2 separate regions of the Mus musculus genome follow, and region 1 is linked to region 2. The links are chromatin contacts, called in public HiChIP or PLAC-seq maps. All regions are on one chromosome and are shown on one strand. Each heading gives the region's core, a stretch centred on a gene start, on an enhancer-like site or on the middle of the called end of the contact. The rest is flanking DNA. Distances are from core to core; before and after follow the strand shown. Region 1 holds the start of Lnpep (leucyl/cystinyl aminopeptidase). Region 2 holds the start of Zfp960 (zinc finger protein 960).

What was found. HiChIP or PLAC-seq counts read pairs in DNA pulled down with a chosen protein or histone mark.
Region 1: a contact with region 2 is called in an H3K4me3 HiChIP or PLAC-seq map of embryonic stem cells, with 11 read pairs. The contact joins the promoter of Lnpep here to the promoter of Zfp960 in region 2. A contact is called at or near these places in 3 of 115 datasets of contacts at active chromatin or transcription factors (embryonic stem cells, microglia and stem cell-derived neural progenitor cells).

Annotation. Positions count from the first base shown.
Region 1 is chr17:17,622,257-17,626,831 of GRCm38.p6, forward strand. Lnpep (leucyl/cystinyl aminopeptidase) reads right to left here and starts at 2,233. Exons shown (of 18, transcript NM_172827.3): 1 at 2,138-2,233. The coding sequence starts at 2,156.
Region 2 is chr17:17,062,185-17,066,426 of GRCm38.p6, forward strand. It overlaps Zfp960 (zinc finger protein 960), which reads left to right and starts at 1,919. Exons shown (of 4, transcript NM_001005358.2): 1 at 1,919-2,022. The coding sequence starts at 1,993.

The DNA.
Region 1 (4,575 bases), core at 983-3,482, 560 kb after region 2:
TGAGAAAGATTTACTAAAGGAGGATCAATTACAAAAGCCAATATTAAGCTTAATAAATCCAGGCCGGCCCGTGCTGGCGCACGCCTCTAATCCCAGCACTCCCAGCACTCGGGAGGCGGAGGCAGGTGGATTTCTGAGTTTGAGGCCAGCCTGGTCTACAAAGGCGAGTTCCAGGACAGCCAGGGCTATACAGAGAAACCCTGTCCTGAAAAACAAACAAACAAACAAACAAGCTTGATAAATCCTTCAATCATAGATTGTAAGATGACAAAAATAAGTACAATTTACACTATATAGTATTCGAACACGAGAAAATTCTACAGCAAACTTCTAAAAGTTTTAAATACCTATTCCGCCTTAAAGTCTTCAAAGCACCTTAAATTAGCAGTATCAGAGTTATATGTAGTTCCTGCTTTCCTTCTTAAAGGAGGACAGCATTAACTGAAATGACACATTGCCAATCAGCCTTCAACACCAACTGTGAAAAACTGGTAGACAGAAAAGAACTAGAAAAGTTGACCTTTTGCCTCTTTTCTCTAGGATTTCTCCATGGTCTTCCCAAATGAGACAGTTTGTAAATATATCTAAAGGAGGATATTCTATGGGAGGAGAAAAGATTTTAACTTTATGGTGTGAAAATGTACTTTAATTATGTAGGGGGGAAGTTCAACAAATCAACCAGGGAAAAACCTGACTAAATAAATGACTCATTCTTGTTTTCAATTGGGTAAGATTTCATAATTAAAAATCTTACCTACATATTTAAAACAAGGAGGCTCCAATAATTCTGCCTAGAAGGAAGAAAACGTCTTGGAAAATTTTATACCTCTTTTAAGCACATTTTACACTCAAATCCTAGATGGTCTCTATGGTGCCTTTCAGTTCAAATCTTCCTTAATTCTCTGAGTAAGTTTACCAGACTATTCTTAGAAACTTGGTAATTACAAATAGAACACATATGAGAAAGAAATTTGGAGTTAAAGCTGTCATTACTAAGCCTAATTAAACACTGCAGACAGAAAGATGGCAGGAGAATAAAGCATCCCGAATTAGGGAAAAGGAGAACATAATGAGTAGGTCACAGCTCCAGCGATGTGGTAAACAATGTTAAAGAACACAACAAAGTCCAGCCTAGGCATTAGAGTGGATAGAGTGGGTGTCCCCTCCCCCTTCCCAGTTCCTTAAGTGGCATGCGACCCCCCTCCCAACAATAATATGCTTCTCTCCCATTAATCTGACTTTCTACCTACCTGAAGTAACCAACCACACTGGAAACACATGCCAAGTAGAAAGTGGATCCTCTAATCTCATTAAGCCCTACCCTTTATTAGCAGTTTTCCTACTTTCCATCCTAAAGTGGAATCCATATATTTAAACACCATAAAATGGTGAGACATCATCTCACCTCTATATTGAGACTCAAGCACTACAAGCCCAGACAAAAGCCATGAAGTAAAGGGCCGTGGCTATTTTCTGGACACAGACTGCTTTGACTTTCACACACACACACCCATGCCACCTTATGATATAAGCCCAACAAGGGCCATTGATATTCAATGGATCTCTAACTAGAAGATCAAACATCACTAGCTGGTAAAAAGAAGTTTGGTCGACCTGCGGAGCAGCGGTAGGCAGACGGGTGGCAATGCGGGGCGGCATCTTCGCCACACCGAGCAGTACTAGCCAGCCCCCGGTAAGTTTCCTTCCCTGCAGTGCACTAAATCACGCTGCCAGCCGCGGCCCCACCCCGCCCTGTTACGGAAAGGCATGCGGACAGCTCGGTGAAGGACGGGCGGACAGCTCCAGGCTCCCCGCACGAGTAGGCTTTCGCCGGGGCCGCAGCTTCTCCTGGCCGCGGCCGCTTCCCCCAGGACCAACGCCGTTGCCAACTTTGCCGCCGCCCCCTCCACCGCGCAAGCATCCCAAACTTTGCCGACTACCTCACCTGGAGGTTCGGGGCTGGCCCCCGGGAGAGGGCTGACCTTCACGCCTGCCCCAGCCGACCCTGGCCCCTCTGCCGCCCCCCGGCCCGCCTGGGAAACCCTTGGCAGGGATGCCTGCAGCCTGACCCCCTTGCCACATCTGACCCTCTGGACCCTGAGAGCCCGGGAATCCGCGACTCGGGCTAGCCACTCACCATTGGTAAAGGACTCCATCTTCGCCCCGCCGCGGGTCCTTACCAGCCCAGCGCCCCAAGCTTCCTACTCCGAGAGCCGAAGCGGTCCTGACGACTGAGCATGCCCAGCAAAGGCCTCCGAGGGCTGCCGGGGAGGTGCGGCGAGGGGCGGCGCCGCTCCGCCGCACGGCAACAACACCTTCGTTCCGGGTTTTCGCAACTGCTGCAAAAGACCCACTGAGGCGTGGACGCTAAGCATCGCTCAACCCTAGGCCCACTCCGCCCAGGGGCGGCGGGGAGGAGCGCAGTGCTGGGGCGGGGCTTAGAGCCCCACCCCCGGAGCTCACTTCTAGCCGCCGCGCTGTCTGTGCCGCAGAGCTGTAGTACCCCGGTTCAGACAACTGGTACACCTACTACTGCATCCGGCCGTGTTTCGGGTGCGGCCACCCCAGTACTGAGCCCGGAAATGCGGCCGGTGATGCTGTCGCCAGAGGGGTTGTCGCCCTTCGCGTTCTGAAAGCAAGACAAGGCCCAGGGTGGGTCGGCCTCTACGCTGGGCTAGCCCGGGGCGGCGCTCTTCTTAACCGCCGGAGCAAGCCCTGCGGCGGTGGTCGGCCCGACTTCCCTCCTTTAGCAGAACGCCCTGCAGCAGCTGCTGCTGCAGCAAAGCCGGAGGCCAGAGGAAGGGAGGGGCCCGGGAGTCGATCGGTGCCCTTTGCTTAGGGCTGGGCTTAGAACTGCGAGCAGATCTCAAAACCCGGAGCGGGGTGTAGGAGAACGGACCGTGCGCGCAGAGGTTGTGTGCAGAGAGGCCCGCCTGCCTAGTCCTGTCCTTACTCGACACCAGCAGTTGGCTGCTCCCAGCCTTCAGGGTACACGGCCTGATTCCGCGGGGCTAGACCGGAGGGAGCCAAGTTCCCCCTTCCCCTAGTACTCGCGCCTTTGCCTCGGGCCCCATTGTTTCCGGTGCCAAATCGGGGCGGTCCCCGGCAGCCTACGAGACACGTAGAGACCGCGTTAGCTCCTGCTAGCTCCTGTTTCTCCAACTGCCGGAAGTCAACACCCCGCGAAGAGGCTCCCCCATCCCTCCCAACCGCAGCCACAGCTCCTCTTTCCTCCCCACTCACTGCTTCGTCCCCTGCGGCGACTTGGCTAGGCCTTGGCCTCACTGCGCGAGCCAACTGTCACACACTCCTCCTCCCAGGCTGTCAACCCGTGCAAACAAAATCTAAACCTGTACAAATATCCTGGGCGAAAGAGGAGAAAGGGATGATGTTCGATCGATAAGGAAATTCTACGTTCAAAGAAGTAAACCCGAAGTGCAGTGTTTTTAAGAGGTCGATTGTATTACATCCACTACGTTCCACTCCTGTTTTACAACGCCCTGTGAAAACCAACTGTACTTGGAGTAACCACTAAACTCCTTACCTAACTCTGGGACCTCATTAACATTCTCGCCCTTTAATGGCCCCGAAGCTTTCATAAGGCTCCTAGAAGTTGGCGCGATTTATTCAGCATCGTTAACCGTACCTTTACTTATTTTTTTTTAAACAAAACAAAACCCTCCTTGCAAAATTGTTCCACAGCTTTGTGTTTTGTTTGCTTACTTCTTCCTGTCATTTTCTTAACTCAAATGTCACCCCTACAGAGAATCCTCTGACCACACACCTAAAATAGCAACAAACACAGTGGGTTCTATAAAGATTCCTCCTGCCATTATGTTCAGAGCACTCTTAGCTGTCAAAAGGCTTATTGTTTATCAAGAATACAAGATCAGTGGGGCAGGTTTTTTTTTTCATTCATTTTTTTAGGGCTATGTCCTCATTTTTAATCGTTACACAATATATTAAATAAGTACAGTATAATGTTTATATTTCTAATTTACTGCCCACATTGAAACCTTTCCACTGAATGTCTTTATAATGAATGTCTCCAGTTGGTCTGTTTGTGCTCAGTACAAATGTTCATGACATCATATCTCAACGCTGCTACTGCCTTTTCACTGTGTGAAAGATAGGCTGAGTCCTTAGGCTAGTCCCCATATCGGAGCAATTCCGAACCAAAAGTAGAAAATGAACCACAAGAACTCTTGTATTCATGGATTTTGTTCAAATGAGCCTGTTTCACATTGGTATTGCTTAGCTAAGAAACTCTTCCCTATTAGGTCGTGTTTTGTTCTTTTGGTGTTATTTTTGGTGCCAGAGCACTTAGTAGCAGTTATTTAAAACTCCACAACATGATAAATCACCTCACCTCACCAGCAAGCTACAGTCTATCATACTTTAAGTGTGAATCACATTACCTTGGGTTTTGTTTTTAAATTTTCAGCTCTGAGACTGTGTGCTAAAGTGTTTCACAATTTGCATTCATAAATTTGGGAGAATCAGGAGATTTTTTTTTTTTTTTTACCTATTTCTTTGCCAATCTCTTGCATCTCATCTTTGCTATTCAGGAATACA
Region 2 (4,242 bases), core at 669-3,168:
AAAGGCACTTATAATAGGATAATACTAAAAGAGAGCACATGGATCCATACACCAGACTAACTCGGGAATGGAATATTAATGTATGGTTTAGAGAGAACACCAGATTCCAGGAGGTGAGTTTCCGTGAAACTCTTTGCCTCGTGACTTTTAGGCCTCTCGGCCTGTCAAGCTGACTCAACCAGAGTGCGTGGCAAGGCTCCTCTCCATTTCCATCCCTATAATTCTAACAGAAAGAAACTATTATGGGCCAGTTTAAACATATGATAATTTTACAAAAGTTATACGTACAAAGTGAAAGATATTTTATGCAACCTAATGAAGGACTGCATAAATATGCTTCTTGACCAAATAGTGGAATTGGATTTGTATGCCTTCACATATTCAGACCATTTGAAAGCTATGAGATTCCTAAGTTTTGGGAAACATATCAATTTTATATTTCTCCATATGTTCATTTGAGGAAGGTAGATTTGAGGAAGGTGGATTTGGGAAGCCCTGGAATGATTTAAATGGGGTTCAATGGATGGTTGGACCTCTCTGTTCCTTTTCATCTAGTCCTATATCTTAAGTCTTATGCTTCTTTTTTAAACTATTTAAGTCTTATATTTCCCTTCTTTGTCTTCTTTGTCATCGTCTTTGTGTTCTACTTCTCCTTCTCCTTCTTCTTCTTTATTTTTATTTTATTTTATTTTATTTTTCGAGACAGGGTTTCTATGTGTAACACTGGCTGTCCTAGAATTCACTCTGGATGTAGATGAGGGTGGCCTCGAACTCAGAAATCTGCCTGCCTTTTCCCTCTTGTGTACTGGGATTAAAGGCGTGCGCCACCATGCCCGGCTGGCATACAAATACTTATGTCTTCAGTCAGGGATACTGTAGTGCTAGCTCTCCCACATTCTTTAAATGCTTAAGGTTTACCACCCGTATGGATTTTGTGGCGACTTTTATGATTACATGTATTCGTTACATGTTTCTAGGTTCCTTACAGCTGTTACGTTTTATTCCTATACATATTATGATATATACTGAAAACCAGCTGAGACATTCAGCCACATGGACTGAACAACCACTGGATTGCTCAACTTCCCATTGGTATAGAGTTATAGTTGCAAGAGTTGGCTATCAGCTTGGGAGCCATACTAATAAATCTACTTTCCACATACATAGAGAGACCCTAGAGCATTTTCCTAGTACACCTGTGTTTTTGGGTTGAGATTTTATTTTATTTTTTGGCACTTTCCTACTGAGGAATAGACAATAGAATAGTAGATTATAGAATAACAATAGAGCTCCAGCTGGAAAGTTTGTGCAATTTACCAGAACCCAGTAAGAAGCCACAATACAAAACGTTGTTTCTTAAAGTCACTCTTTAACTAGCAGTTAAACTGGGCATCCTTCCACTTGTAAGACAGATTATCCACTCCACTGCAACTTTAGTAATATGCTTCATTCCACTAGCAATAAGAGGAAGCACCTTCTGAGGGCAGTGGACTCACAGGTCAGAATTTGAGTCCTGGCTCTGGAGAACAAAGTCACAGCTCACAATGGGGAGGAGCAGGCAGCCAATCAGAGGTGAGCTGGAGAGAAGGGACGGCAATAGCTGGGGTGTACGCTATCGGAAACCTGGGACAATTGCTACCAAAATACAAATCTCTGCTGATCTAGAATAGGTGTGCGTCTAGATTGGAAACCTGTGCACTGAACCACTATTCCGAGTTGCGTTTGCACCCTCTCACCCTGAGAGAGTTGCTCCTGTCACTCAGGATTTACTAGCCAATCACGGCATGAAGGAGGATCTGACAGTCTTAGAGGAGGGTGGTTTTTCCGGAAGGGATTTTCCTGGTTCCCTGTGGGATCTGCCAGTCATAAGAGGAGGGTGGTTCTTCCGGAATTCTTTTCGCTGGTTCCCTGTAATTAAGCAGGCTTAAGTGATTTGTCCTGTGTGCTGCTGGGTACTGTGAAGGAAACTCAGGCAAGTTCTGAAAGTGCGACATGATGAGGATATTGTCACTTCCCACAGAGGTGAGGAGCGGGATCGGGTGTGCTGGGTCCTACGGAAGGCTGGGTCGGAACCAGCAGCTACATGCAGGCACCTGCGAGTTGCCTCGTGGTTTTAGCCGCTTCTGGACCCAACGGTGGCTCTTGCATAACTTAACTATCTGGGCTGAATATTCACAAAACCTTTCGAGCAGGGTCCTGTGTATAGAAACACCCTTAGCAGGATGCCAAAGTCAGACAGGCTAAGTTTCTTTCGTGTATTCTACAAGTTGTTCTCTTGGCCTTTAGCATTGAGCTCTGTACAAGGAGGTAAGAATGGATCAATTCGCATTCTTCTACATGCTAACCGCCAATTGAGCCAGCAACATTTGTTGAAGATGCTGTCCTCTTTCCCCTGGATGGTTTGAGCTCCTTTGTCAAAGATTAAGTGGACATAGATGTGTGAGTTTATTTCTGGATCTTAAATTCAGCTTCATTGATCTGACTGTCACTGTACCAGTAACATGAAGGGGGTTGTTTGTTTGTTTTTGTTTTTGTTTTTTATCACAATTGCTCTGTACTACAGCTTGAGTTTCGGGATGATGATTCCACCAAAGGTTCTTTTGTTGTTGAGATAGTTTTTGATATCCTAGGATTTTTGTTATTCTAGATTTATTTACAAATTGCCCTTTCTAATTCTGTGAAGAATTGAGTTCCAATTTTGGTGGGGATTGCTGTGTATCTGTAGATTGCTTTCAGCAAGATAGTCACTTTTACTATACTAATCCTGCCAATACATGAGCATGGGAGACGTTTCCATCTCCTGAGATCTTCTTTGATTTCTTTCTTCAGAGACTTGAAGTTATTATACAGATCTTTCACTTCCTTAGTTAGAGTCACACCAATGTATTTTATATTAATTGTGACTATTGTGAAGGGTGTTGTTTCCCTATTTCTTTCTCATCCTGTTTATCATTTCTGTAGAGAAAGGCCTCTGATTTATTTGAGTTCATTTTATATCCAGCTACTGCACTGAAGTTGTTTATCAGGTTTAGGAGTTCTCTGGTAGAATTTTTAGGATCACTTATAGATACTATCATATCCTCTGCAAATAATGATATTTTGACTTTTTCATTTCCAATTTGTATCCCCTTGATCTTCTTTGTTGTGGAATTGCTCTTGCTAGGACTTCAATAGTTATGGAGAAAGTGTGCCGCCTTGTCTAGTCCCTGATTTTAGTAGGATTGCTTTAAGTTTCTCTCCATTTAATTTGATGTTGGCTACTGGTTTGCTGTATTTGCCTACAAGGTAATGGCCTGCTCTTGTTGAAAGACACTGTACCTATTCATACTTTCAATAATATCTATCTTTTAAAGAAGTCAATTCTTGATAACACTTTTTTTTTTTTTTTTTTTTTTTTTTTTTTTTTTTTTTTGGTTTTTTGAGACAGGGTTTCTCTGTGTAGCTCTGGCTGTCCTGGAACTCACTTTGTAGACCAGGCTGGCCTTGAACTCAGAAATCCGCCTGCCTCTGCCTCCCAAGTGCTGGGATTAAAGGTGTATGCCACCACGCCCGGCTCTTGATAACACTTTTTAAGTTTCATTTTCTTAGAATTTCTCTGAACATCTAGATTTTTTTTTCTCTTTAGTGTTTCTGGAGAATTTAAGTATTTTATCCGTTTTCTCAACTGCTATGATTATTTGTTTCTATTTAGAGGAATTTCTTCTATAGCCCAGACTTGCCTTTTGCTATGTAATTTCTTTGAATACCTAATCCTGCTTCTGCTGTCCAATGCCTGAAGAGAAGCATATAAATTCTTCCAGGATGAGCCCTGACTGGTCAATGAGGGAAAAAGACAGAGAGATATGAATGAAGGAATGAATGAATGTTCTCCTACCTCCACAACATTCTAGGGGAAATTATAGATCAAGAGGGACATTGGTAACAATTGATTTCACTGACCAACTTTGAAAATGGTGTATTCACAGCAACCAAAGGGAGTGGGAAGAATGATGGAGGGAGCTTTCTTTTAAAATACCTTCTATTATCAGTGCATACTAATGTTATCAATGTTAGATGATCAATAAAAGGCCAAACTTGAAAATTTACGTGGTTCACAGAAAAAGACAATCAAGAATCTAGAGAAGGAAATGGATTAATTTTTAGAAACTAAATATCTGTACGTACATGAATTCAACCAACATGTAAGTGCTTGACAAATTTCTGTGTCTGTGCCTAGTAGGAATTTTACTATTCCAATTTTAC